Linked DNA regions of Sus scrofa: regions 2 and 3 are each linked to region 1. The links are chromatin contacts, called in public HiChIP or PLAC-seq maps. All regions are on one chromosome and are shown on one strand. The core of a region is the stretch at or near the end of the contact, and the rest is flanking DNA. Distances in the headings are between cores, read along the strand shown. Region 1 holds the start of LRRC25 (leucine-rich repeat-containing protein 25). Region 2 has its middle 33 kb from the start of GDF15. Region 3 holds the start of ISYNA1 (a long non-coding RNA gene).

The links. HiChIP or PLAC-seq counts read pairs in DNA pulled down with a chosen protein or histone mark.
Region 2: a contact with region 1 is called in an H3K27ac HiChIP or PLAC-seq map of alveolar macrophages. The contact joins the enhancer-like site here to the promoter of LRRC25 in region 1. A contact is called at or near these places in 1 of 5 promoter capture datasets (liver), 12 of 47 Hi-C or Micro-C datasets (adipose tissue, alveolar macrophages, embryonic fibroblasts and 6 more) and 2 of 2 datasets of contacts at active chromatin or transcription factors (alveolar macrophages and skeletal muscle).
Region 3: an H3K27ac HiChIP or PLAC-seq map of alveolar macrophages shows a contact between it and region 1. The contact joins the promoter of ISYNA1 here to the promoter of LRRC25 in region 1. A contact is called at or near these places in 4 of 47 Hi-C or Micro-C datasets (embryonic fibroblasts, heart right ventricle, liver and 1 more) and 1 of 2 datasets of contacts at active chromatin or transcription factors (alveolar macrophages).

Annotation. Positions count from the first base shown.
Region 1 is chr2:59,398,922-59,403,499 of Sscrofa11.1, reverse strand. LRRC25 (leucine-rich repeat-containing protein 25) reads right to left here and starts at 2,288. Exons shown (of 3, transcript XM_021083527.1): 1 at 2,075-2,288; 2 at 701-1,509. The coding sequence starts at 1,500.
Region 2 is chr2:59,441,871-59,446,448 of Sscrofa11.1, reverse strand. No RefSeq gene overlaps it. Among named protein-coding and RNA genes, the nearest start is that of GDF15, 33 kb to the right of the region's middle. Within about 2 kb of position 2,793, at least 25 of the 83 cell types and tissues checked have an H3K27ac peak or open chromatin away from gene starts, as enhancers often do. A contact at or near this core is called in adipose tissue, alveolar macrophages, liver and 2 more, where this site is marked.
Region 3 is chr2:59,361,737-59,366,314 of Sscrofa11.1, reverse strand. ISYNA1 (a long non-coding RNA gene) reads right to left here and starts at 2,643. Exons shown (of 11, transcript XR_002341592.1): 1 at 2,496-2,643; 2 at 2,261-2,389; 3 at 1,953-2,114; 4 at 1,469-1,601; 5 at 1,183-1,376; 6 at 816-965; 7 at 519-734; 8 at 244-408; 9 at 38-151.

The sequences.
Region 1 (4,578 bases), core at 1,039-3,538:
GTGGATTCTGCTGCCCAAACCCAGCCATGACCCTCTTTCCCTTCCTGCTTGAATCCTCCCAGCCCCCTCCAACCTCAGCCCTGATGTCTTGCCTTCTCAAAACTCATCAAGGGCAGATTCTCTGTTCCCTCCTACCTCCGGGCCTTTGTTCCTATTTATCCCTGCCCCTAGGGGAGTGAAATCCCCTCCACTCCATCCAACCTGGGGAAAGTTGAACCTATCTACCTAAGCCCAGCCAATTCTGGAGGCAGAGCTTTGTGGCGGTAGAGAGAGGCAGGTGGCTTTCTTAGCATCTCCTTTATGTCAAAGAGAGATGGAGATGCTGTCCCATTTTACGGAGACAGAAACTGAGGTTCAGAGACAACCCTGGGTCATGGGAGATTGGAGCCCAGGCTGCTAACGGCTACCACAGAGCCCATACTCTGCCTTGAACACTTGCCGTCCTTGGCAGTCAGAAAAGTGGGTTTGCAGGTCATGAAGGGGGAGGCTTCTTACATATAGAGGAACTCACTTAATTCTTATCCCAACTCCATGAGGTGGAGGGCTGTTATTATCCTCATTTTGCAGATAAAGAAACCGAGGCCCAGAAAGGTCAAACTACTTGCCCAAGATCACATAGCCTGTAAGAGGCAGAGCTGGGAATTGAACCCTGGCCATCTGGCTCCAGAGTCTTGCAGGCAGATGTGGGTGGATTACTCACCTGTGTTCAGCCCACTGGTGCCCGGCAGCTGGCTGGCCCACGATCATGTTCTCATAGTCCGACGTGGAAGATCTGGTCAGGGTAGCTGCTGGGGGCTTAAGGTTGAGGGCCCGACTACTGTACCTCGGCTGCCGACCTGAGCCAGACCTGGAACCATCCTGAGCAGCCCACGTTTTGCTCAGGCCCCGGCCGCTGTCCATCCGACGTCTACAGAATCTCCAAGCCAACACTGGGCCAGCAATGGCAAGCAAGAGAAACAGGCTTCCACCAACTGCCAGTGCTCCTACGGCTCCTGCAGAGAGGCCAGGGGGACAGCCTTCCTCCAAGGCAGAGAAGTTGTGCCAGGCACCAGTGGTCTTATCTAGGCACTGCAGAGGCGGCTGGCCAGAACAGTTGTCCTGCCGAATCTTGTGCCAGGAAAATAGGACACAGTTGCAATCAGCCTTCAGGGTGAGCTGACAACGTCTGGCCAGTGCCCCATCCACGTGTTCCAGTGGGTTGTTTGTCACGTCCAGGAACTTCAGCTCTCCCAGGTGGCTGAAGAAGACTGATGGGAGCTTGCGAAGGCGGTTTCCAGACAAGTCAAGGATGGTCACACTTCTGGCCTGCAGAGACTGGTTCTGAGGCAGCCAGCTCAAGTTTTGGCCACTGAAGTTCAGGCATGTGTCCGTGAACTCTCTGGTCCAGTCCACGTTCCCGGAGGACACGCACGACGTTCCCTGGGTGCCTGGATTGTGCAGCAGCAGCAGCAGCAACGGCGGCGGCGGCAACAACAGCACCCACACCAGGGAGCCCCCCATTTAAGCAACCTAGGCAGAGAGACCAGAATCCAAAGCCTAACCTCAGCCTGTGGTCGCCACCTGTTATGTGTGTGTATATATATATATATATATATATACAGCTCAGGCCACTTCTGAAGTGTTAAAACATAGCCCTTCGCTGGACGCCCCTTTGGTTGGCTCTGGCCCCCAGCCTCAGTCTCCCCTTCCGGGGAACGGGTACATAACCTGGGTGCCTCAAGGGCTCAGAAGGCAAGGAGGAGACCTGGCCCAGTCAGCCCCTTCCCCTTCTCTGAGATAAGCCACTTTGGGCTAAGTTGCCCAATTTCCTCCCCGCCCCCCAACACTCCGGGAGCCCTTGTTGGCCAGACAGGACTATATGCAAAAAGAGTGGTTGCTGGCGCAGGTGCAGCCCTGCAAAGCAGGGGAAAAAAAAAAAAAAAAAGATTGGTTGCCCTGGAAACGGCCCCGCCCCTCTGCCTTTCTTCCTGAACGACAGGCGGCTGGGAGGGAGTCATGAGCGGGGCCTGAAAGGGCCCCCCGGCTTTGGCTTGCCGCTCCTGAGCAGTTCCAAGTTCTAGTGCCTCCGTCCTACCTTTCTAGTTCCACTGGCACGGCTTTGCCTCGACCGGGCTGGAAGTCTCTGGCGCGGAGGGGCTGCGTCGTGGCTCACCTGGACACAGGGGCCAGAGCGACGGACCCTTCGGGGATCTGGATCCGCTAGGGTCTCTGGCGTTCCTCAAGCTCTGCAACCAGCAACTCAGGGGGAAGAGGAACTGGTGCCCGGGTGGAGTGCAGAGAAGAAAAATGAAGAAGACACCGAGCCCCATAGGCCTCCTCCCCGTTCCCCCTCCCCAGGCCTCTAGGACCAGAATTCTCACGAGAGGGGGAGGGGCAGCCTACTTCCCTCTTGCTGGCCCTCAGTGACTACATGGCCCCCATTAACGCCCCAACTAACTTCTACCCCATCAACTTACTTCACAATGAGTTGCATTCATATATTCATTCAACAAACATCACTCAGGAGTTCCTGTCATGGCTCAGCAGTAACAAATTTACTAGCATCCATGAGGACCCATGTTCCGTCTCTGGCCTTGCTCAGTGGGTTAAGGATCCAGGCATTGCCGTAGCTGTGGTGTAGGGCACAGAAGCGGCTCAGATGCTCTATTCCTGCCATTAAAAAAAAAAAAAGACAACCAAAAACCCCACAAACATCATCCATGCTAAGTCCCTAAGAGGCTTCAGCCCTGGCCATTTGTTCCAGGAATATCCAGTCTTGGGAGAAGACAGAACTGGACAAAGACACCCCCAGGCTGGTGGAGTCAGGTCAGGGCCAGAAGGAGGGACAGGGTGCTGGAAGACTTCCTAGAGGAGGCATTAGAATTGGGGCTTCAGGAGTTCCCGTCGTTGCTCAGTGGTTAACGAATCTGACTAGGAACCATGAGGTTGCAGGTTCGATCCCTGGCCTTGCCCAGTGGGTTGGGGATCTGGCGTTGCCATGAGCTGTGGTGTAGGTTGCAGACGCAGCTCGGATCCTGCATTGCTGTGGCTATGGTATAGGCCAGCAGCTGCAGCTCCAATTAGACCCCTAGCCTGGAAACCTCCGTATGCCCGGGTGCGGCCCTAGAAAAGACAAAAAAAGACAAAAAAAAAAAAAAAAAAAAAAAGAAGAAGAAGAAGAAGAAGAACTGGGGCTTCAGCACATGAATGGGAGTTTGCCAAGGATTCCTAAAACCTGCCTTTGACTCCCCAAGCTCCTAGCATCCCCCGCAAGTCAGAGCTCTCCTAACATATATTCATGCTTCCAGGCTGCAGGGAGATATGAGGAGGGCACCCTGTGTGAGGGGACATTGAGTCTGGAGCTTGGAATATAAATAGCAGTGGCAGCAGAAACGAATGCATTGAAGATTCCAGAGAGAAGAGAAAGCATGGCCGGCTGTGACAGTATAGTTAGGAGTGGAGCGGCTAAATGGAGGAACTGGTGACATGAGCAGGGGGACAGGCAGCACAAGCCACCAAAGCCATGCTCAGGAATGGGGCTGTATTCCCAGGGCCAGAGCAGCTTGTGAGCACTGAGTCAAAAGATTCTACTGGAGTGAGCCTGGGGTCTGGAGGTGCAGAACCTTGCAAGGAGGCCAGAGAGGGGGCCTGAGTAGGACCTAAGGGATAGCGGCAAAAGAGAGAGTGAGGAGGTAATGGATTGGGGTGGGCTGAGAGAGGGTCTCCACCTCACCGGGTCCTGGCTTCAGGCAGAGCGGCTTCAAATCCTTTTTAGCCCCTGGCTTGTTGAACTTAACTGCTCTGTACCTCAGTTTCCACATCTGCAAAATGGGGCAAAGGGTATAAGCCTTCTCTTGGACTCTGAGAGGCTGGAGTCTACTCTCCTACGCTTTCCCCTCTCTTCAGTCTCTGCCCCTTTCCATCTCAAAGCTCAGAGGAATGGTCAAAGGTTTTTGAACCGAGACTTTGGGAAAGGGCTGCAAATTGTCCTTCAACAACCCAAAGAAACTTATCTCACCCCCAGTAAGAAAATGGCAGGAGTTCCCGTCGTGGCGCAGTGGTTAACGAATCCGACTAGGAACCATGAGGTTGCGGGTTCGGTCCCTGCGCTTGCTCAGTGGGTTAAGGATCCGGTGTTGCCGTGAGCTGTGGTGTAGGTTGCAGACGCAGCTCGGATCTCGCGTTGCTGTGGCTCTGGTGTAGGCCAGAGACTACAGCTCCGATTGGACCCCTAGCCTGGGAACCTCCATATGCCGTGGGAGCGGCCCAAGAAATAGCAAAAAGACAAAAAAAAAAAAAAAAAAGAAAGAAAAAGAAAATGGCAAAGCACAAAAACTCTGAGATACTGTTTGATTCCACCTATCAGATTGGCAAAAATTCAAAAGTGTGATGACACCCTGTGCTGGCCATGCTGTGGGGAAACAGGCAACCCCACACATTGCTGGAGGAGCATCTGTGTGCAGCCTAATAGAAGGCATCCTGTGATGGAAATTATTGATGCACATGCCTGTTGACTGATCTAGCATCCCACTCCTGGGACTCTCTCGAATATCGGCATGTTTACAAAATGACAGGGGCAGGGACTGATGAATGGAAAAA
Region 2 (4,578 bases), core at 1,544-4,043, 42 kb before region 1:
CGGGGTCTAACTGGAGCTACAGCTGCCAGCCTACACCACAGCCACAGCAATGCAGGATCCGAGCTGCGTCTGTGACCTACACCACAGCTCACGGCAACGCCGGATCCTTAACCCACTGAGCAAGGCCAGGGATTGAACCCGCAACCTCATGGTTCCTAGTCAGGTTCATTTCCTCTGAGCCATAACAGGAACTCCCTGTGTGTCTTTTTTAGATGGAGAAGTCTGTTCTCACATCCTAGAAACCTCCCCTTGCCTCCTTGGTTCGACGGGAACCCCTGCCTCCCCTTGGCTACTCTGCCCAAAGAGAAGCCCCCTGACCTAACCGTACCCTACAAGTTGCAGGCAAGAGGTGAGGCTGTGTGTGGAGGGGAGTGGTTAGTCTGGGTGGAAGGAGTGTGGGAGGGATAACAAGGATGATGGGCAGGGCCTCAAGGCCTGGTGAGTGGCCAGGGTTATTTCAAAAGCCATGCAAAGCGGAGAGGTGGGGAACTACCTGAGGCCCACTGCCTTTTGCCTCCTTGCCCCATGCTCCTGGAGTTTGTGTGAGAATTCAGTGAGACTCTTGTATTACAGCTCTAATAGTAGTACATAATTATAATAAGTAATAATAAATACAATTATTATTATTACTTCCTCCTCCAAGAAGCCCTCCTAGCTGTCCAGGCACCTCTTCTGCCTCCCATAGCTACCTAATTCTCCCCCACCCTGCACCAACATACTGTGGGTGGCAACTGACCAGTTCTGTGGAGCCGAGGAGGATAGGCCGGTCTTTCTGGGGTCCCGGGTGTCTCTTGCACAGAGACACATGGCATGCAGTCATAGGCATGCTGTAAACTAGAGGAGAGGGGTCAGTGCTGGATGTTCCATTATGAGGCCAACAGGGGGCGCAGAGAGGCGCAGGAGCCTCTGGGGAAGGGGAAGACGCCCCAGAAGGCTGGGCTCCTCCTCGAACTGAGGCCAGCACCTTGCCTATTCCCTGCCATGAGAGCCCAGTCTCCTTGTGGCTGGACCAGGCACTGAAGAATTATCTACTGTGCCCTAGGCTTTGGGCTGGGAACACACCAGGGATCTCACCACTCCTAGGTTGGGAGTAGAGTACAGGGGTCCCAGCTGTGATGGGGGACACCCAGGCAGCTGAAGGGTCCAAGGCATATTCGGGGAGGCTCATTCCAGGATAAAAACTGACCCCACTTAACAGTTTCCCTCAGATCTTGCCTGGACATTCTCAGTCTTAAAGGTGAAGCTCTCAGACACCATGGCGTTCCCACCAAGGCGCAGTGGAAATGTTTTCTGTTTTTTTTTTTTTTTTTTTTTAGGGCTATACCTGTGGCATATGGAGGTTCCCAGGCTAGGGTTCAAATTGGAGCTGTAAGTATATGCAGGCCTACGCCACAGCTATAGCACCTCGGGATCTGAGCTGCATCTGCAACCTACACCTCAGCTCACAAGAGTGCCAGATCCTTAACCCACTGACTGAGGCCAGGGATTGAGCCTGTGTCCTCATGGATACTAGTTGTGTTCTTAACCCACTGAGCCACAATGGGAACTCCGAGGCGCAGTGGAAATGAATCTGACTGGGAACCATGAGGTTGCGGGTTCGATCCCCGGCCTTGCTCAGTGGGTCAGGGATCCAGCGTTGCTGTGAGCTGTGGTGTAGGTCACAGACGTGGCTCGGATCTGGCGTAGCTGTGGCTGTGGTGTAGGCTGGTGGCTACAGCTCTGATTAGACCCCTAGCCTGGGAACCTCCATATGCTGCAGGTGTGCCCCGTAAAGACAAAAAATTAAAAATTTTTAAAAATTAAAAAAAAAAGAAAGGTGAAGGTCTCAGATACCATTCTTGCCCTTCTAGTCCATCCTGTTCCAAGAATCTGCCTGAGCCCCTTCCCACCTTTCACACCCTCGGCGGTTCCCCTTGGCCCCCAGGAGAAAACCAGACTCCTTTGCTGAACATCTGAACCCCTGTTCCCTTGTGTCTGCTGATCTCAAGTTTCCTTTTCTACCTGGAAGTCTCTCGTCTCCCATTAACACCTAGAGAGTTCCTAGGCATCCCTCAAAACCCCAAGTTTTGGGGAAGATGTTGAGGTCATTTTGGGACAGTTTGTATGTAACAGAACTGGGTAGTGGTAAGAAGGGCAAAGTACTGCACCGGAAATCCCACACCTTCTTCAACTTTCCTAACTGCTCCTTCCTGCCCTGGCAGCTTGCCTCTGGGCACTGCCCAGACCTGCCCAGGCATGTCCTGGTCCCCCAGAAGAAAGGAGGGGCGGGTTCAGGCGGCCCCCCCCAACACGTACACACTGCGTTGTGCTCATGGGAGGAGAGGGTAAGAAACTGAAAAACAGAAATGCAGAGAGGATGAGGAAGAGAGGGTTTGGGGACTGAGGGAGGCAAAGAGAAAATGCGGTAACTTCCAGCCACTTTCTCTTCCAAGCTGCTGTGTTTAGGGTGAGGACATGGAGAGGCAGAGAGAGCCCCAACCAACCAGAAAGGAGGCTTTGGGATGCTGGGTGGCTGGGACCCCATGCTGTGAGAGCCCTGCACAGGGCTGCCTGTTCCAGGTCTCGGTTTCCCCCTGTAACAGAGAGCTGACATCACACCCCCCCACCCCCACCTCCTGGGCAGGACCACGAGTCCACACGCAGCCAGAGCCTAGGGCGCAGCAGGTGTTACATAAATGCACACTGTGGTCAGTGAAACTGTTAGCAAGAGCAGGCATGCAACCCAGGGCGCTGGAGCAGGGTGTGGGGGGGCGGAGGAGGGGTGGGGGTGGGGGCTCAGGGTTCCGGGCTTCAGAGCAAGCACGTGGGGCCCCAAGCCTGATGTCTCAGCTGACCCATTTCCTGCCTGGCTGGGCTATCCTGGTGACCCCCTGCAGCCAGGAACCCACACAGCCGGCCCCAGGGCCTGAGCTGACCACTTCCGTCCCTCTCCCCCTGTGGCCCAGGCCCTGATGACTCACAGTCAGATGTCCCCTTCCTTCCCCCACCCCTCAGTGCTGATTTGGGGGGGTGTTGGCAGAGGCCTCAACCCAGAAGCATCAGGGAGGGGTGCCATGCCCCTGACCTAACTGCCTGATGAATGAAAACCTGCCCTTGGCTAGGAGAACATGAATCCTTTGGGAACAGTCTATTGGAATCAATCAGAATCTCAAGCTTTCAGCCACACACACATGCAAAATTCCATAAAGAATTTGAAAAGATAACCTGGGGACTGAGAGAAGATGTGTGTGTGATGCATTTCACTGATAAGGAACAGCCTCCACGACTTAGGAAAGTGACACCCCCACACCCACACCACCAAAGTTAGAAGGAAGAAAAAAACACCAGACAGAAATATGGGCAAATGGGAGTTCCCTTCATGGCTCAGTAGTTAACAAACCCAACTAGGAGCCATGAGGATGCGGGTTTGATTCCTGGCCTCACTCAGTGGGTTGAGGATCCGATGTTGCCGTGAGCTGTGGTGTAAGTCGCAGACACTGCTCGGATCCCTTGTTGCTGTGGCTGTGGTGTAGGCCGGTAGCTACAGTTCTGATTCCACCCCTTGCCTGGGAACTTCCACAAGCAGTGGGTGCAGCCCTAAAAAAAAAAAAAAAAGAAAAAAAAGAAATATGGGCAAATGGAGTTCCTGTTGCGGCACAGCAGAAATGAATCCAACTAGTATCCATGAGGATGTGGTTCGATCCCTGGCCAAACTCAATGGGTTGGGGATCCGGCGTTGCTGTGAGCTGTGGTGTAGGTCGCAGGTGCGCTTCAGATCCCGTGTTGCTGTGGCTGTGGTGTAGGATGGCAGCTGCAGCTCCGATTGGACCCCTAGCCTGAGAACCTGCATATGCCACAGATGTAGCCCTAAAAAGACCCCCCCCCCCAGAAAAAAAGAAAAGGAAGAAGAAGAAGAAAGAAAGATGGGCAGACGACTTTGTTTTGGCCATAGCAATGACATGAACTGGGTGTCTACAACAGCAGAAATTTATTCTCTCAGAGTTCTAGAGGCCAGAAGTCCCAATCAAATTGTCAGCAGAACTGAAGGCTGTGGAGGAGAATTGGTCCCAGGCCTCTGGAGGCTTTTGGCACTGTTTAGTGTCCCTTCGATTATGGCTACATCACTCCAACCTTGGCTTCTATCTTTGTGTGGCCTCTTACAAGGAAATCAGTCATTGGATTTAGGGCCCACCCTACTCCAGTATGACCTCATCTTTTTTTCTGGCTGCCCCCATGTCATATGGAGGTTTAATCCCTGTACCCATGGCCAGGGATTAAATCCAAGTTGCAGCAACAACAGATCTTTCAACCCACTGTACCAGGCCAGGGATCAAACTCTCGCCTCTGCAGTAACCCAAACCACTGAAGTCGGATTCTTTTTAGGGCCGCACCCGCAGCATACGGAGGTTCCCAGGCTAGGGGTCTAATCAGAGCTACAGCCGCTGGCCTACACCACAGCCATAGCAACGAAGGATCTAAGCCGAGTCTGTGACCTACACCACAGCTCACGGCAACGCCGGATCCTTAACCCACTGAGTGAGGCCAGGAATGGAACCCACAATCTCATGGTTCCTAGTCGGATTCGTTTCCGCTGCACCA
Region 3 (4,578 bases), core at 1,394-3,893, 38 kb after region 1:
TGAGCAGCCCCACTTCCTGCCCCCTCGCGTCCCGCACCTCGCACGTGTTGTGCAGCACCAGCGTGTTGGTACCGCCCAGCATCAGCTCCGATGTGTACTCATCCAGGGCACGCTTGCTGTCGCCCACGTATGGCACGTACTTGATGACCACCTGGGGAGGAGGATGGCACGAGGTCACACGGACCCCTGCTATTCTCTGTTGGGAGTTCCCCCCACCCCTTGCCGCGCCTGTGCTCCACGCACGCAGTGGTCTGGCTCCTCGCCCTGCTTGTAGAGCACTGGGTTGCTGTGCACCATGTCATCCACCACACTGCTCTTGGACACTTCTTTGGAGCGGAACTGTGGCGGCGCTGACAGGTTCTGCCCGTCGTTGTTGCCCAGGTGGTTGTAGCTCACGATGGACATGGTCTGGGAGGACAAGGAGACCCCGCGGTAGCTGCAGGCCTTGCAGGGCACAAGCCCAGCCTGGGATCCAGGCACCCCTATCCTGAGCGGAACACCCTGCCAGGCTCACACACCTTTAAGCCAGAACCGATAAGGAAGTCCACAAGCACAGACTTGACCTTGGTCTGGCCGGACTTGAAGTCGTCTCCACCCACAAAGACGCGGCGCTGCCACGCGAGCTCGAGGGCACCAGGCACTAGTGTGTTCTGTGGGGACCCGTTGAGGAAGGCGCACCCCTCCAAGATGCTGGCGACGGCGAAGAGCGTGGAGGGCGACACTTCCAGGCCCAGCTGTGGGCACAGACAGGCAGTCAGCACAGAAGGGTCCTTGGGAGCTAGCCCTGACCCCATTCCACCCCTGGGCGTGCCTACCTGGATGGTGCGCAGCAGGTTGTCAGCAGTGTCATTGAGGCCAGGCACCACTTCGCAGAAGCGCTCTGTGTTCGCTGTCCACAGCACAATGACTTTGTCCAGGCCAGCGTTGGACCGGAAGTCACGGATGTCCCTGCGGATCTGCTCCAGCTGGCAGGGGGCGGGAGCGGGCGAAGGGGGAGGGTTGTACAGGTTCTCCCGACCTGTGGAGGCCTGGGCGACTCAATTACCCAAGTGCAAAGTGGGGCCTGGACCCTCGGGATGGAAGCATGGGGACAAAAGAGAACAGGTGGCGGGGGTGGGGGAAAGGACAAATGACAAGGGAGAACAAGTGGCAGAGGATATGGGGCGCCGGGAGGGGCTGCACCTGCTGCGCGCGCGTGCCCGGGATGAGGTTGTCAGCGCGCGCACTCTGGTTAGCTGCGATGAACTCCGGGATGTAGACCGACGGCCGCGGGCGCAAGGCCTCCATGTGCGGCCACAGTTGCTCCTGCAGCTCCCAATCTAGTACCTGCGCGCGCCTCATCGCCTCCGCCAGGTTCAGCGACGATATGTCCCAGCCTGGGGGGGCGGGGACCCTCAAGCTCGGCGGGGATCCTGGACCCCCACAGGCCCGGCCTCCCACCCCACCCCTGGCCCAGGGCCCCGCCCACCGTCGAAAACGAGATCGTCGGGTGCCACCATGGGCAGCAGCGCGCTGAAGGGCACGAACACCTCCTGGCCCTCGGCGTCCAGGCCTAGGCTAACGGTGCCAGCCTGTGTCAGCGAGCCGTAGTAGTTGGCCTCCTGGGGAGCGGCAGACAGGGCAGAGAGATGGGTGGGCGTGGCGTGGGGAGGCCCAAGAGTCGGCACACTCAAGCTCCGCCCTACTTTCGGGCGCCTCAGCTCTGCTCCAAGTCAAGGCAAGAGCTGCTTCCCCTCCGGAGGTCCCAACCCGAAGTCCTCCCTACCTTGGGCTCCGCCCCCACAAGACCCCCTGAGGAGTGCCCGCCCCGCCCCGTGGAAGCCCCGCCCCGGGGTCCGCCCGCAGCGAGGAACCCCGCCCCCTTAAGACCCACTCCTCCGTAGAGCCCCTCCCCCTCTGCGTGGATTCCAGCGGAGCCCTGGGTTCTACCAGGCGCCGCCCGACTCCCCCACCTTGCGGCCGGTGCGCGTAGGCCAGGACAGGCGCAGTCGGTTGGCCAGCACGGCAGCGGTCAGCGTGGAGCCGTTGTTCCCGCCCCAGCCGACGAGCATGACCCCCAGCCGGGGCACCTGCCGGGCGGTCCGGAAAGTGAAGCGCGTGGACGTGGGATGCACCTGGGGACAGGCGGTGCGGTGAGTCGGGGACCACAGGCCCCTCCCCCCTCATCGCAGGGCGGAGATCGCAGACGTTGGGCAATTCCCGCTTGGTCTCGGCTCCCTGGTTCCCCCTAGCCTCACGGCCAGCCCGGTCCCTCGCCTACTTTGAGGACGCCAGCCTCGCGGCTGACGCACGTCGTCCTGTACTCGTACTTCGCCTCGATAGCCTCGGGGCTGTAGACCACGTCGGGGCTCTCCACCACGAACTCGGTTGCGGCCTCCATCGTGGTGAGCTGGGGGCGCGGGGTGGGCAGGAAGTCAGCGGGGACCCGAGAGTTGGCTGGGCCAAGCCGACTTCGGTCCCTGGGGAGTCTGCACCCCTCCCGGGGCCGCACTTACCGGCGCAGAGTCGGCTGGAACTGCAGCGGACGGCTAGGGCTCGGGGCGCGCGAACTCGAGAGAAAAGAGCGGTGGCTCCACCCCGCTCCGCCCCCTCGCTCCGCCCACGCCGCGGAGGAGGGGCGCTCGCGGCCTGGACGGTGCACACAGGCCTTGGATTCGGGTTCGAGGCCCTTCTGCCCCGAGCCCCCGTGTTAATCTGGTCCCCTAAACTGTCCTGCGCGGCCGGACAATCATATGGGCCGCAGACCCCCGGCCCGAGCTCGGCGCGCGTGATTCACTTCGCATCGCGGGTTGAGCCGGCGGCAGCTTCCCCTCATATTACAAAAGAGAATCATATGGATGTAAGTGAGCGCAGGCCCCAGCCACAAGGCAGGAGGTGGAGCCAGGCAAGGAGGCTGGGCCTCTGCGGGGTTATCTGGAGAAACCGAGGCACGAGACACTAAACCGGGATTAAGACTTCGAAGCCAGACGCTCCTCCAGCCCAGGCTGCCTCCTCCCCCTACCCCTTCCAGAACAGCAGCACCCTCCAGATATCAACCCCCCACCCCCACCCCCGCCACAGGGTTCACGTGGATGGGGTGGTGGCTGCGAGTCCTCAGTTTCCCCACCTGTAGCAGGAGGGCTTGATTGGGCCAGGCTGGAGTGGGGGCGGGGGAGAGACTGTTGGCGAGAGGAGGGGAGGGGAGAGGAGGGGAGGGGATGGGATGGGCAGAGCAGAGGCGGCCCGCTGGGGAGGAGCTAGGCCAGCACAGCACTAAGCCCCCCTAAGAGCACAGCGATAAAGGAGCGTGGGAACCCGGCAGGCGGGCGGGGGCGGCTCCCCCAGGAACTTTCCAAAACAAGCGGCCTCCTCCGGCTGGAAAGTTTCCACCACTGGAGCTGACCCAAAAGGTGGATAGTTGGGAACATTTGCAGGAAACTTGGTCAGGGCCTGGCCTTGGAAGGTGGGGGTTCTAAAACCGGTCCAGGTTTTGCCCTCCAGGGGCTCCAGTGAGGGGGAGTCAGAAGTGGACTGGGTCACTCCCAGCCAGAGGGACCTAACAGGCAGCGCTGGGCAGGGCAGACTGCCTGGAGGATGTGGCGCGGTGAGGGATCTTGAGATCTGAAGACATCAAAAATGTGAAGGACTGCCCAGGCAAAAACCTGGGGGCGTGGTTTCAGGGGCAGATGAAAAGGGACTGAGCGCAAGGGGGAAGGAGGCAGTCTGGGGACCAGGGTAGACCTTCAGGGCTGGGGACAGGAAAGACAGTATAATAAATATTTGGGTTTTGTCCCCCTGTTCCTGGCTGGAGATTGAGTTCAGTTGCCAATGGCCGGTGATTTATTCAATCATACCTACAATCCATTAGGTTCCATTACCTCTGTAACAACCCTTAACAGTGAGGTTCTGGTGAACCCATGGAGGTTCTGGGAGAAGTTGTGGCAGCCCCGCGCCATTCCCCACACCCTGCCCTCTGCATTTACTTCAAGTGCTTCCCTGAGCACCTCGGGCCATTCTAGCAAATCACTAAACCTCTGAGGGGGCTGAAAGGGATGGATTTACAGAGGGTTGTTTGGTCAGACATATGAGTGGCCAGGGACTTGAGGCTGGCATCTGAAGTGAGGGCTGAGTCCCTCAACCTGTGGGGCCAGATGCCTGACATGGGAATGGAACTGTTGGATGTCCAGTTGGTGCTGGAGAATTGGAGGGAGCTTGTGCCTCCAGGCCATGTGTGACATCACAGGAATGTGTACAGAAAGGTCCCCAAAGACCCAGCCCTGAAGAACCCCAGCATTCACAGGGCAGCCTGGGGGAGGTGCTGGCAGGAGGGTAGTGGGGCAGAGTGGCCCCAGGCAGGCTCCTGGAGGGGCAGCTGCAGGGGATGTGGCTTCTGACTGCTTCTATTCCAAGCAGTTGGTTGGAGCTGTAAGGAGAACTGCAGGGACAGTCTGGGTGTGTGACAGGGACTGAGTGTGCTGCCTGGGGGTGAGCAGTGAACGACTGAGGACCCCATTCCCACCAGACCGCAGGCTCCTGAGGGCAGGGGCAGAGCTGTTTCCATCACTGCTGAGTGCCAGCGCCCCGTGCACGGAAGTTGCA